Linked DNA regions of Mus musculus: regions 2 and 3 are each linked to region 1. Evidence: chromatin contacts called from public HiChIP or PLAC-seq data. All regions are on one chromosome and are shown on one strand. The core of a region is the stretch at or near the end of the contact, and the rest is flanking DNA. Distances in the headings are between cores, read along the strand shown.

Region 1 (4,481 bases), core at 1,191-3,690:
ATCACCAGAGAAGCTATGAGCAGTTGATGACTCCTGGGGGTGTGGCGTGAGTATGAATGGCCCCTATAGGCTCTTATATTTAAATGCTTAGTAACCAGGGAATGGAACTATTTGAAAGGATTAGAAGGATTAGGAGGCATGGCTTCGTTGGAGGCAGTGTGTCACTAGGGGTGGGCTTTGAGGTTTCAAAAGCCCAGAATGAGCCCTGAGTCTGTCTCATTCTTTGCTATGGATCAGGGTGTAACTCTCAGGTACTGCTCTAGCACCTGCCTGCACGCTGCCATGCTCCACGCCATGATGATAGTGGACTGAGCCTCTCAAACTGTAAGCATGTCCCCAATGAAATGTTTTCCCTTGTAAGAGTTGCCATGGTCATGGTGTCTTTTCACAGCAATAGAGCAGTGACTAAGACAGGGAGAGCCAGTTTCCTTCTACAACACTATGTGGCTACCCATGCTGTATGTCCTACCACCATGCTCATGGCGGCAGCCCTGCTGGACTCAGTGGGTTTTGTTTTTAACAAGGAGCACATGAAGTTCAGAGGGAAAAGCAGTGCAGGGATAAGGAGGAACTGAGGGGCTGGGGTGGGGGGGATAGATGTGATCAACGCACATCAAGTGCATGTGCTAAATGCTCAAACAACAAAGTACTTTTCAAAATGGGTACTATCAAGGGAATGAAAGGACAGGCCACAGATTGGGAGACAATATTTGCAAAAGATATACCCGGTAAGCAAAGCAAAACAAAACAAACAAACAAAAACAAACAAAACAAAAAACAAAAAAAAAAAAAAAGAAAGAGAGAAAACCTATTAAAATTGCCCAAATCCAAATTAATTAATGACTGCACCAAATTATGGCATGGATGAAGAAGAATTCATTCTTTGTTGCTAGGAATGCAGGGTCACAGTCTAGTGGTTTCTTACAGTACAAAGTCCACTCTTGTGTACCACCCAGCTACCATGCGCCTAGGTATTTATCTAAATGAGTTGAAACTATGTACACACAAATACACACACACACACACACACAAAACCCAGGGGAGTTTGCAAAACAGTTTTATCCATAACTGCCCAAATGCTTGAGCATTCAAGAGAACGACCTTGAGTTGAAGAAAGAAAAGTACTCAGGCACAAAGAGAAAGCAGAGGACGCTTCTATAGCAAGGGCTAGTCAGCAATCCGGCCACGGAGGATAGGGGTGGGGAATCGTAAGTACACACGGCAGTACCAAGTGAATAATGTAGATCTGAAGAGGAAAAAAATAAATAAAACACCCAACACACATGATCTTAACTACGTGGCATTCTGGACTAGGCCTGAGAGAAAGGAAGAATGACAGTCGGACACACATACACTATGACATGGGTGAGCTTTGAAGACATTAATAGAAACATGCCAGTCACAACGGCTAACATGTATGATTTCTTTTTTACTGAGGCAGTTCTAACCGTTTCATAAAGACTGAAGAAATGGGAGTTGCCCAGGGCAGAGGAGGCTGGCAATGGCGAGTTACTTATGGATACAATTTCACTTTTGCTTTGAAAGATGACTAAGTTCTGGCTGGATAGGAAATACCACAGGGCGACAAAACATTACTGCTTGGTACCTCAAAGGTGTCTAGGGTAGCAATTTTTTGGCTACCAGTACTTTTTCATAATGAATATATTTTAAAAGCTGAGCTCACTTGTCAAAATAATTTCAAAATTCATTACAGGAATATCGGGCTAGGTAAGTACCAAGATTCTAGATGCGTCAGAACCACCTTCATTTTTTTTTTTTTTTTTTAAATCCAGAACCGGTTTGAGCTGCCCAGGCAGGTCCATTTCTGTAAAGTGACCTTTGGTGGACAGTGAATTCCGCTTCGTTACGCGTCAACGAACAGCCTAAACTCAAAGTAATAACTTTGAGTCGCCGTGACTTTATGCGTCGGTCTGGGAAACTTCTCAGTCATCACACACACGTATGCCGAGTTCTGTACCCCACGGGGAGACAGTAATGACTAGGATGGTAAGGTCTCAGCACGGGGAACAAATAAATGAGGGCATCAGCCCGTGATTTCCAATGCTTGATATGGATCCTCCTGGTGTGCTGACCCCAAACATGCAATTATATCTGTCCCTACTCCAGAACTGTAATTTTGCTACTGTCACGAATCGTAATGTAAATATCTGATGTGCAGATGGCCTTAGGCGACCCCCTGTGAAAGGGTCCCGCTTGCGACCCTCAGGTTGAGGACCGCTGACCTAGGCGACCCGGCCCACACCTCTAGAAGACAACTATGTCTCCCTCTGGTCACTTGGTCCCCCTGACCCCCGCCACATACCCATGCGGATGTGCACGCTGGCCGACGCCACGCAGCTGCCGTAGTTGAAGTCATCCTCGATGGACGAGCGGGGATAGCCCGGGTCCGTGTCGGCCATGTCGCCAGCAGTGCCCGCCCGCACCTGCCCCGGCCGAAGTGGGAGCCTACACTGACCACAACCGCCTTCACCCACTTCCGGGATGGCCGCCAGACAGAACTAGCCGAACTGCCTCTCTGCAGCGAGCGCCGAACCAGTCGATCGCTCCCATGGAAAAGTCTCCACTAGGAGAGGAGGTTGCTTTCTAGTAGGAGACAGATTGCTCTCTCCCACGTCATCGCAAGGGAGTTTTTTCTAGGATTTTCTTTAAAAGTTCCTCTAGGCCTCTAGAGAATCTCTTCCAGAAAGAGTGCTAAACAAGATAGAAAGATTACGGTATCAATCAACAACCTCTCATTAATTCACTTCAATACTTGGTCCAGGAATGCACTTTTAAGTAAAATTATTTTAAAGCAACATTTAGGCCTTCATTTATTGACCATTTCTTTTAAAACAGACCCCCCCCCCTGCTTTTAAAGTTAAATAATCCTTCATCTTGAAAGACAAGTAGGAATCCACCCCCACCCCCATCCCACCCCCACCCCATGGGCGTAATTCAGGTTTTCACGGATTCGATGTTTGTGAATTGAGAGGGCAAAGTCATCGTGGTGGTGTACAGGACAAGTGCCAAAGAATGAGGCTGGACAGATGAACAAAGGCAAGACCACTGAATGCCAAATATAGAATTCGTGACCGAAACCAAAACCAAAGGAAGAAGGACAGAGAAAGTGGCGATAACAAAATGCATCTGTCATGACACTATTGCAAGCATGAGGTGTAGACTCGCCAAAGAAATATTCCAGGACACCACTAACTTTATTTATCTTTATTGTTTTAAGGGTCTCAATATGCATCTAGCTGCCGTGAGACTCATTATGTAGACCAGACTGGTCTTGAACTCAGAGATCCACCTGCCTCTGTCTCATGAGTGCTGGGATTAAAGGCGTACCAACCGGCCCACTTGTAATTATTTCTATGAGTTTACTTTGACTCATCCCAAAGACAGCAAGTGGGATTCAAAATATTGAAGAACTGTCTATTCTAAAACTAAAAATGTAATATTTTCAGGAAACTTTTTTCAGATATGTTCCACAATAACAAGAATGAAACATGCTTAGCTTTTTATTATTTTTTAAACATGTTGTTACTCACTTCAATAAAGGTAAGAATAGTATTTATTATAGAAGGCAAACTGGAGAAGAATTGGCAACCATCTTTTTATTATCTAAAGACAACACCAATATCTCATTCAGAAAAAAATAATTCTAGCTAGATTGTGCCCCCTATGTGAAAGACAAAATATTAGAACTTAAAGTTATATAAAATAATCTCTTTATAATTTGAAGAAAGCAAAGATTATTTAATCTACAAAGATTGACACACTATATAAAATTGAGAACACCTAGGAGTAAATTTCATTATAAAAGAGTAAAAGCAAACTATGGACTGGGAAATATTTTTAATATACACATCTATATAAAGTTCCCATCCCATACCATAAAAAGAATGACCACAAATCCAGACTTACTCTCTAAAGCAAACTGCTAATAGAAAACGGGGCAAGAGACTGGATCAGGTAACACTGTATGCATAGAATGAAGCCAACTAGGTAATAAGCACAGGGAGAGATGTTTACTCTCACTAATGATCAGAAAAAAATGTAGCTAAATATCAAAAGGAAACATTGCTAAGCATTCATCAAGTGGCTAAAACTAAAGGCTTGACAATGTCACACTCTGGGAAAACCAGATGTAACATATGTAACATAGCTATGACCAGCACAAATTAGAAGGCGCTGCCTAGGACACTGCAGAGATCACGCCCTCAGAAGGACCCTGAGTGAACCCTGGCCGGGCGTGGTGGTGCACGCCTTTAATCCCAGCACTTGAGAGGCAAAGGCAGGTGGATTTCTGAGTTCAAGGCCAGCCTGGTCTACAGAGTGAGTTCCAGGACATCCAGAGCTACACAGAGAAACCCTGTCTTGAAAAAAATCAAAAACCAAAACCAAACAAACAAACAAAAAGAGTGAACCCTGAAAGCACGATGCAACATGGGAAAGGCACATGCAACAATGGCGTCCAC
Region 2 (4,481 bases), core at 1,091-3,590, 660 kb before region 1:
GAGGTTCAGAGATGCTATGGTAACATTTCTACTAAGGGAAATGGGGAAAGTGGGGGTTTGAGAGACTGCACGGGTCAGTGGAGCATTTTCTGTCAAGGGTGGTCTTTATTTTAAGATTGCTTTCCTGAGCTGGGCAGTGGTGGCACACACCTTTAACCCCCAGCACTTGGAAGGCAGAGGCAGGTGGATTTCTGAGTTGGAGGCCAGCCTGGTTTACAGAGTGAGTTCCAGGACAGCCAGGGCTACACAGAGAAACCCTGTAAGATTGCTTTCTTGGTTCTTGCTGTCAGCACACCTTTTTTTTCAGGAGAGAAAGAAGACCGTGGTGAGATCTGAGTGTTATGTTTTTAAAAATTGCCCTCGACAACATTCTAATTTGCAATCGGCTTTTGGCGTTGGGGGGAGAGCATTTCACCAGCTTGTGAAAACCCCTCACGTACACAGTTCTTTGCATTTGTTGGCGAGGGATCCGACCTTCAGGGCTGACACTTCAAGTCCACGGGTACAGTCAGCTCTATCTGGAACTAATTATCAGCTTGGTGAATTCTCTGGATTCCCTGGTAATGCTCTCTCTTGCTAGTACATTGTTCAACTGCAGGGCAGAGAGGAAAACGGGGGAGTCGGAGAAGACCCAAACCAAAACCACTCGCAAACTGAGTTCAGTCATGATCTGGACGTTAGAATTCTGAGGCAGTCGGGGTATTAGATAGGAAAGTAGAAATCTTTGAAAATCATAAGGTGTTTGAATTATCTTTGAATTTTTAGTGAGGGTGCTTTTCAGCATCCCACCTGTTACAGCCCTGGCTGGCAATCATACACTGTCACAGATTTCAATTCCTTTTAGCACCATTAGCAAAGCAGCTGGGGGAGACAACACTGGAAATGAGATGCCCAGAACAACCAGTTTTATAGGTTAATCATTTACATTGAGTCTTCTACTCAGGAAGTGACTGAGTGCTTGGTTGTCATGTGCTGGGTAGTGAGATACAAAAAGGTCCCCTCCCTGCCCTGCAGCGTTAATTTAGAAGAGGCAAGAGTGCAAACCACACCAGTATCCTGAAAACTGCCATAGGAGAGCCGGGGGCTCGTCAGGCGTTCTGTAGGGTCAGCGCTGGGAAAGCTATGCTGTGACCAGCAGATGGTGGGAAACAGTATCAGAGAGCATGGACTCGCAACGGAGGCTTGTTCTGGGGAAACCGTGAGCAGTGCATCCAGCAGGGCCATGGGACAGGATAGGATGTGGTGAGAAACACAGGAAGAAGGCATGGAGTTAGATGGATGGGGAGGAGGGGTCTGGGAGGACCTGGGAAGAGTTGAGCAGAGGTGAAACCAGGATCAGAATGTACTGATGGGAGATTTAGTTTTCGTAAATGTTTTCCGGCTCATGTAATACTAAGCAAATATCTGACAGCTAACTTTTTTTTAAAAAAACATATACCACATACTAGGAGAGGTCCCTTTAGCTAATTGCTCTTTTGAACTGCTATTTTAGAGTCGGAGAAGCAAAGGTAAGTAACTTGTCCAAGGTCATACAAGCAGTTACAGAGACAGACAGAGTTCCAGCCAGGCAGTCCGGCAACAAAGCTAGCACACATCCACGGTGACAGGCATCTTTCTGGGAATGGGTTGTGTATTTTACATCTGTCGTCAGGGTCCGTTTTCTATTGCAAGTGTAAAAATACACACTCCTCCCTCTCTTCCCTCAAAACCTCAGTCCCAAAATATTGTTTACCATGCTCCTGTTCCCGGACCGGACACATTAAAGGCGCATCTCGTGGGTGCTTCTGTTGGACGGAGCTAAGCAGGGCATGCAGACACAGGTGGGCAGAACTGCCTTTCAGTCCATGGCTCAGACACATATTCCCAGGGTGCTGGGCACTTCACAAGCATTCTGTAAACTTGCCCACCTTCTCTAACATACTTGTGAGCATTCACGTAATTAAGGCTGTATCAGTGCCCAGCCTATAACACGGGAGATTTGTGAGTGGCTCACACCATGACAGGTTGTGTTCCTTCGTTCTTCCACATCCGAAAAGCCAAGGTGTCTGTGTCAGTAACTCTATCCATTGCTGCACTGCTTGGTGTTAGTATAGCACTTCCAGGGTCGACTTTAAGCACCAAAAAGGAAACAAAGCAGTTTAAACGCCCCCAAACTGGGCAAGACCAATTTGCCACTAGATGGCGCTCTGGCTATTTGGGTAGGGGAAAAAAAAAAAAAAAGATCGAGTAAGGACTATTAAATCACAGCCACTTTGAGCCCCTGGTATTTGCAGTCCTAGGCTTTTAATTGTAGCCGGCATCTTTGTTCTTTGCCTGACCTGCGGAGTGACGTCACTGCCTTGCTTCCTGTGTGCTGGCTTTGACACAAGCCAGATGGCCACAGTGATCCGTAGGCGCCCAGGCCGCCTGGTACAGCGGTTGATGAAACGGAATAGGAAGGCATTTTATGGTCAGCTGCGGGAGCACTGAGAGGCCGCAGCTTTGCTAAGTAATTACATTTACCGCACATACTTTATCCCTCATGGGGAAGGGTCTCATGGAGGGGGAAAAAAAAACTTACATTTTTATTTACGGCGTTGTGAGGTATAGACCTTTGATCTTTTATTAGCCAGTAGTCTGCTACAAAGGCATGCAGTCTTTGCCTGCTCCGCAGTCACTCGTGAAAATGACATCTTTATTTATGTCTAACGGTTCTCAGGCTGCGCATTGTGATTCTTAGCCCCCACCCCCACCCCAACCCCTCCAGTTAGTAACACAAAAATGTTTTGCTTCTGTAGTGAGTTTAGTTTGGGAAAGTCAGAGTTCAGGCATGTTAATACAAGCAGATTTCGGTCAGATATACTCCAGAGCGACTTGGTCAAATAGATTACTGTTTATCACATGTTTGCTCTTCAAGGGGGTCAGGAGAGTCCAGGAAAAGACTTTTATTTCAGGGTAGGGAATGGAGGGGGTGGCGGCGAGGAAATGATCAAGACATTAGTTTCATTCCATCTTTGGACATTAGGCAGTTGAAGTTACTTAACACGGCGTTTTTAAATAAAACACGAGAGATTGATAATCACCCAGTATTCTTCAATCTCATTTGAACTTAGTCCACACCAATCACGGCCCTGCGTGAGATCTTTACGCACCAATCATGGCCCTGCGTGAGATGTTTACGCACCAATCACAGCCCTGTGTGGCATGCTTATGAAAACCCCACAAGCTGGACTTTTGTCTTAATATCGTATAGGTTGGGGATTCTTCTACGTGATTCATTTCTCAAGACTTCAGTAAAATATTTTCTACCCCTTTCAATGTTGGGTCATGAGTTCTACTCCCAGAATTTTATTTAGAGGTTAAAAATCATAGAATTAAACGAAAGGGCACCTTCCCTATGCCTTCTTCAAAGTTAACGGATTGTGGAGCAAAGTCTCATAGTCGTCCTTCATCTTTTGTTTTTTTGTTTTTTTTTTTTTTCCCTTGTCTTAAAGGGCAAGTCTCTACGTAAGGACACATTTTGGCTCTGCTGTTAAATGAGCGTTTCCCACACCACGTTTGCTCTGTGTCCTTGGATCTTCGAGCCTCGATTGCACTCACATATGTACTGGGGATAAAGCCAGCCTCCTCAGCGAGTGCAGGAATTCACAGTGGCAGGGAGAGTCAGCTGTCCATCCGAAACCGCCGCACTATGGTTTATTAGCACTGTGCGTGCGCTTAGCCCTAGGTCAACCCAAGCCATCAGTTGTTCCATGAGTGTGCCTACCGTTCCTGAGGTTTTAATTCGTTGTTTTTGTTTCCTCTTTCCTACTCAGCTTCTGCCGCTGCCTTTGCCTCTGCTGGAGATACCACAGCTATGTCTGCCTTCAACCTGCTGCACTTGGTGACGAAGAGCCAGCCCGTGGCCCCGAGAGCCTGCGGGCTCCCCTCAGGTTGCCAATTGTTGTTCTGTGGTAGGGCACCGGGCAGAGTGGGTATTTCTGCTGCAGGAAATGGTACACCAGCATGCTTTACTAAACTTGATCTCTTTTATTTGGACCCTAATTTAAAGATGGAGATTGGTTACAAACCCTCACCGTCCTCTGAGTGACACCCATTTCCATGGTCCTTTCAATATTGGAGGTCCCTCGCCCAGCACTCACTTGTCACCAGTGTTTCCCCGTGTCGTCTTGTTCTCCAGTGCATGGGTACACATCTACAAGTCAGTGCACAGGAGGTAGAACTTTCAGCTTGTTAAGGGAATGCCAAGCTTCTCGCTGTACATGTGGCCGATCCTTTAGGGAAAAAGTGAAAATGGGAAACTTTAAGGTAATTGTGTCACGTATACTGTAGCCAAGAGTTTCTATTAACAAGAACCAAATAAACAGAACGGATATAGCATGTTTCAAACTGGGTCCAAAATTAGAACCACAGGCTGGAGAGATGGCTCAGTGGTTAAGAGCACTGGCTGCTCTTCCAGAGGTCCTGAGTGCAGTTCCCAGTAACCACACGGTGGCTCACAA
Region 3 (4,481 bases), core at 546-3,045, 560 kb before region 1:
AGTATTAGATCAAAAGTTTTGCATTGTAAGTCCATATTCACTTTTCTTTCCATAGGTGGTAGATCTCTTCCTTGTAAGAGACTGCTGTACCGCAAGGTTTCTTACCTTCTCTTTTGAGTTAGCAATCTAAGGGAATCAGCTTTGGTCTTAGTGTCATGTGCATGTCTGTATGTTAACAAATTGGCTCTCTCATGTTCGTCTCTGAATTATTCACAACAGCCAGGACACAAAGCAACCTAAGTGTCTACCAATAAATGAATAGATGAATATAATGTCCAATATGGTTGTACAGCAGCTTCCTCTGAAGTGAAACATTCCCTGCCTCCTGAAGAGGCTACTGAGACTCTGAAGGTAAAGTCACATGCCGAGGAAAAGTTGCTTGCAATACTTTTGGAGACCCTGCACCGTCTTCATAGAAGGAGTATGTACTGGGAAGGAAAGGAGACTTGGAATGGCCAAACTGCTGAGTCTTTGGCCTTTAAAGCTGCCTACAGATAGCTATGAGACCACTCAGTGAGCTGCCATCCATGATGGGGTGCACTTTTCTGTGATGTGCCTGCCTTTGAGTCAACCCTGCTCCTGTGAGTAACCCCTCGCCCATCCTCCTGTTAGCAGCCCCGATAAAGACTAACCGACAGAGCTAGTCAGACTCTTGTGCAGTGTGCTCTGGTCTTCGAGATATAAGCTCTTAGAGTGAAAATAAAATCCTAGTATTGATCATAGTCTGGCTTGCCTAATGTGATGGCCATGACTCACACAACCGCCATACCTCACGTGAAGTCCGGCTCCATCTCAGCCAATGTGGAGCAGTGGTGGAGCACAGTGGCAGATTGACAGCTGCCAATAACGGCAGCTCGTCTCAGTACCACACAATACCACCATCCTTTTCACTCTGAGAACAAACCAACTAGACCGAAGGCCAGTGAAGTGGAAAAGACAGATACGACTCTTATCTGGGAAACCCGTGGGAACAGTAAGAGCGGGGCTTCCCGATCCTGTATTTGTTTTATGGTGTTTAGAGGAAAGTGGGAATTTCCATCCTGCTGAACCTACAGAGTTATCCTGAAATAACATTCTTTGCTCGTTGTAAGGAGATGATGGTACTTAAGTTTGTCTGATTCTGTTTTTTTTTTCACGAAGAGATTTAAAACCTTGGAGAAGAGTGAAGGGCGGATCTACTCAAAGGATTCTGGCAGAGGGCCTGAGAGATGCCTCAGCAGTTCAGAGAACTTGCTGTTCCCCCGGAGGTTCTGAGTTCTGTGCGACCACTCCTAACTCCAGCTCCAAGAGATATGCGCCCCCTCCTGACCTCTGCAGGTAACAGCACATACACACAGACACACACACACACAGACACACACACACACACACACACACACACACACACACACACACACACACAGCAGGCACGAGTGCACCTATCCTGTAAGCCATCATAATGGATTACCTCTGTAATATACGTTCTATTGGATCTGTTCCTCTAGAGAACCCTGAGTGATATGCCCCTCGAATGCCCCTCAAAGTCTCAGGTTTTGAGTCTGGCAGTTTTGTTGAGAAGTAGATGGATAAGAAGGATACCAACCACACCAACAGACCATTCTACTGATGACTTCATCATTGAGTGTGTTTTTGGGAGGTATGACCTAACTGGAAGTGGCGGGTTGGGAGGGTACCTTTGAATGGCTTACCTTGCCCGAATTCACATGCTGTTACCCAGCTGCAGTGAGATCAGAAGCCCTGCTCCACCCCGACTGCTTTCCTCCACATTGTTCTCTATTGTTTTTCCAGCAGCTGTGACCAAATGCGAGAGAAGGAGGTTTTCTTTTGGATCATGGTTTGCGAGTATAGTTTGTCACAATCATGAAAGCATCGCGATGGGAGTGGCTATCAGGCATGGCAGTGGGAGTGGCTATCAGGCATAGCAGTGGGCGTGGCTCACAGGCATGGTAGTGGGAGTGGCTAGCAGGCGTGGCAGCAGAAGCATGAGGCTGCTGATTCACATCTCAGCGGACCAGGAAAAGGAGAGGAGGGAATGACGGAGCTCAGAGGCTTTCTCCTCTCCCGTTTTTTTTATCCAGCCAAGTCCTCTTTTTATCCAGCCAAGTCCGCAGTGCATGGGAAGGTCTCTACTATGTTCAGGAAAGGTCTTACCCTCTTAGTCATTCCTCTCTAGAAAAAGGCTCACAGATAAGTTCAGAGGTAAGGTGTGACTCACTAATGCCTTGGTGGTTTCTTAATCCAATAAAGTTGTTGATCAGAGTTAGACCATCACATAGTCTGCATCACTATAATTCACAGACAAGGGAACCAGGTGACCATAGGACTGAAATAACTAAACTATGAGCTCAAAGGAAACTGTTCTTTAAAGTTTTTCTCCGATAGTCTTTGAGTTTTTGTAGTACCTACAACTAATGTACAGCTATCAATGTATAGATATGTTTCTCCTGTGAGCTGATACTCTTATCCTGTTCGCTATTATAGGATGGAGCTGGAGCCTTCAGCAGATGCTGAGGGAAGGTTTGAGGCTGATCCTGGGTGCAGAATTGTGCCCAGTTCTTCCCACCTGATTGTTCATCTACTGCAAACTGGGGCTCGTTTTTCCCTTTGGAAAAATAATCACATTTTGCTGCATTGGAAAGCATGGCTAAGATTGATTCCTGCAGTAATTTAACAGAACCTGAAGCTTTATAGACCTTCTGTCTACAGGACTTCTGACTACACAGAACGTGTCTTTAGGATGTGCCCTTCTTTTCCCTGTTCTGATAGAACTGACTGTGCAAACTAAGGCAGCTTTCAGATGCTATTCCACTCACTGGCAGTGCCATTTGTGCCTCTGAACAGCAACAGGCTGAGGTCTTCCAAAAAACTAGGGAAGAGTGGTAGATCCAGAGGTCTGAGCCTCTCGATTCCTGGGGTGGACACGTTAGGGTGTCTATTGTGAAAGACCGGGGGGAGTGAAGATATGCTCAGGAGATCCCATGGGCTTTGAAGACCTTTGGCATGGCTCTCCATTCATAAAAAGCTGCTTCATTCAGAGCTGTGGCTTCAGAAGTCTGGATGCAGTCAGTTCCTGGCTGGCTGGGAACAAGGAGTTAACTTGAGGCTGGTTCTTCCTGCATGGGTCCAGCCAGCAGCTGTTCATCATAAGCAGGGTCCTTTCATCCTGACAGCTTTCTTTCCACTCAGGGGGAGTTGCCCTGGGAGTACTTGACACAGGAAAGCAGGAAAGACAGAGAGAGAGAGAGAGGGGAAGGGTCTTGTTTGTTTCCTGGGTGGATCACCCCCTTCTTGGCAGGCCTCCAAGAAACGAGTCTTTTCCTGTCCTAAAACATCAGGGAAATAAATCTCTCTTGTAGAGAACAGATCCGGGAGAGGCCCCAGGGCGGCCATGTGACATCCGTCAGGTCTAGCAGCTTGACTGCCAGAGTGGCCAGTGTGTGGCCTGGGCAGCTATAGCACTCTGCCAAAGACAAAAGTGTGTGTGTGTGTGTGTGTGTGTGTGTGTGTGTGTGTGTGTGTGTGTGTGCGTGTGCTGTCAGCCAGAGAGATATAGGTATCCTGAGGATGGTCTACAGCAGAAGGAAATCTGAGAGAAACAGTGAGTAACAGATAGTGGCCTATTTGCGGATGTCACTCAGTGAAGCAGAACTATCCTACGTCAGCTGGAGGGGCCTCAGAAAGCAAACCAGTGAGAAACAGCTGGGCATTAAGACAAGAAAGGCAGAGCCGTACAGGCAGGGTGCAGAGGGGAGTGAGATCTACACACCAGGCCGGTGTGGTTCCGTGGCCCCCAGTGGACTTGACCTCGTTCTCCTCCTCGATCCTGACTTCTGTTTGCGGAATTTGGTTAATTTGAACAAAGCAATCTACCTGTGCAGCTCCAGTCACGTATTTCAATCTTGTCTGTCACAGAGATAAGTATGGGAGGCTGGGGATGTCCCAGCTTGACAGAGAAACAACTGGACCTTCTAGGACTCGAAACAAACATTTCCCTTGAACGGGAAGCTAAGCGTGTCTCTGTTGGGACTGAAAAAGAAGACAGATTTAGACAGGATGGCTTGGACGTTCACTGTTTCATTCCTTTCTACATCTGTGACAAGAGTCCATCTCTCAACACCAAGGACCATGCTTACTGAGATAGGGGTGTTGTGTTTAGAATCGTGGCTCATCTGGACAGTTCACACCAGGCCAGCACAGTTCCAAGGGAGAGAGGTTTATTGTGGAGAAAACGACAAAATGGGGACAACGAATAAGGAAAGAGAAAAGATAGGGGGGGGGGGCTCTGTCTTTTCACACACTGATGCACACTGCTGTGCAATTCTGACGCAGATGAGGGCGGGCAGGTGAACTATAATGGTTGCCATAGCAACAGATGCACGCGTCCACGTCGCCTATGGATGACGTCATCATTGGATTTGGAAGCTCGCTACTTGGGCCAACGGTGGTGGTGGTGGTGGTGGTAGGGGCTGTCTCATGTGAAG

Evidence for each region. HiChIP or PLAC-seq counts read pairs in DNA pulled down with a chosen protein or histone mark.
Region 2: an H3K4me3 HiChIP or PLAC-seq map of embryonic limb bud shows a contact between it and region 1, with 9 times the contacts expected there. The contact joins the enhancer-like site here to the promoter of Tmbim4 in region 1. A contact is called at or near these places in 5 of 39 promoter capture datasets (cranial neural crest, embryonic stem cells, frontonasal cranial neural crest and 2 more), 1 of 15 datasets of contacts at CTCF or cohesin (large pre-B cells), 2 of 484 Hi-C or Micro-C datasets (B cells and bone marrow-derived macrophages), 15 of 115 datasets of contacts at active chromatin or transcription factors (a beta-TC-6 cell line, bone marrow-derived macrophages, craniofacial prominence and 10 more) and 2 of 9 other capture datasets (adipose tissue and macrophages).
Region 3: an H3K27ac HiChIP or PLAC-seq map of extraembryonic endoderm stem cells shows a contact between it and region 1, with 2.9 times the contacts expected there. The contact joins the promoter of 4921513I03Rik here to the promoter of Tmbim4 in region 1. A contact is called at or near these places in 4 of 39 promoter capture datasets (HPC-7-derived erythroid cells, cranial neural crest, maxillary cranial neural crest and 1 more) and 1 of 115 datasets of contacts at active chromatin or transcription factors (extraembryonic endoderm stem cells).

The regions. Positions count from the first base shown.
Region 1 is chr10:120,206,785-120,211,265 of GRCm38.p6, reverse strand. It overlaps Tmbim4 (transmembrane BAX inhibitor motif containing 4), which reads right to left and starts at 2,440. Exons shown (of 7, transcript NM_026617.3): 1 at 2,324-2,440. The coding sequence starts at 2,420.
Region 2 is chr10:120,870,465-120,874,945 of GRCm38.p6, reverse strand. Msrb3 (methionine sulfoxide reductase B3) reads left to right here. Exons shown (of 7, transcript NM_177092.4): 2 at 3,795-3,911. The coding sequence starts at 3,836. Among named protein-coding and RNA genes, the nearest start is that of Gm15910, 15 kb to the right of the region's middle. Within about 2 kb of position 2,340, at least 93 of the 459 cell types and tissues checked have an H3K27ac peak or open chromatin away from gene starts, as enhancers often do. A contact at or near this core is called in B cells, bone marrow-derived macrophages, craniofacial prominence and 2 more, where this site is marked.
Region 3 is chr10:120,763,046-120,767,526 of GRCm38.p6, reverse strand. 4921513I03Rik (RIKEN cDNA 4921513I03 gene) reads right to left here and starts at 1,795. Exons shown (of 3, transcript NR_038000.1): 1 at 1,689-1,795.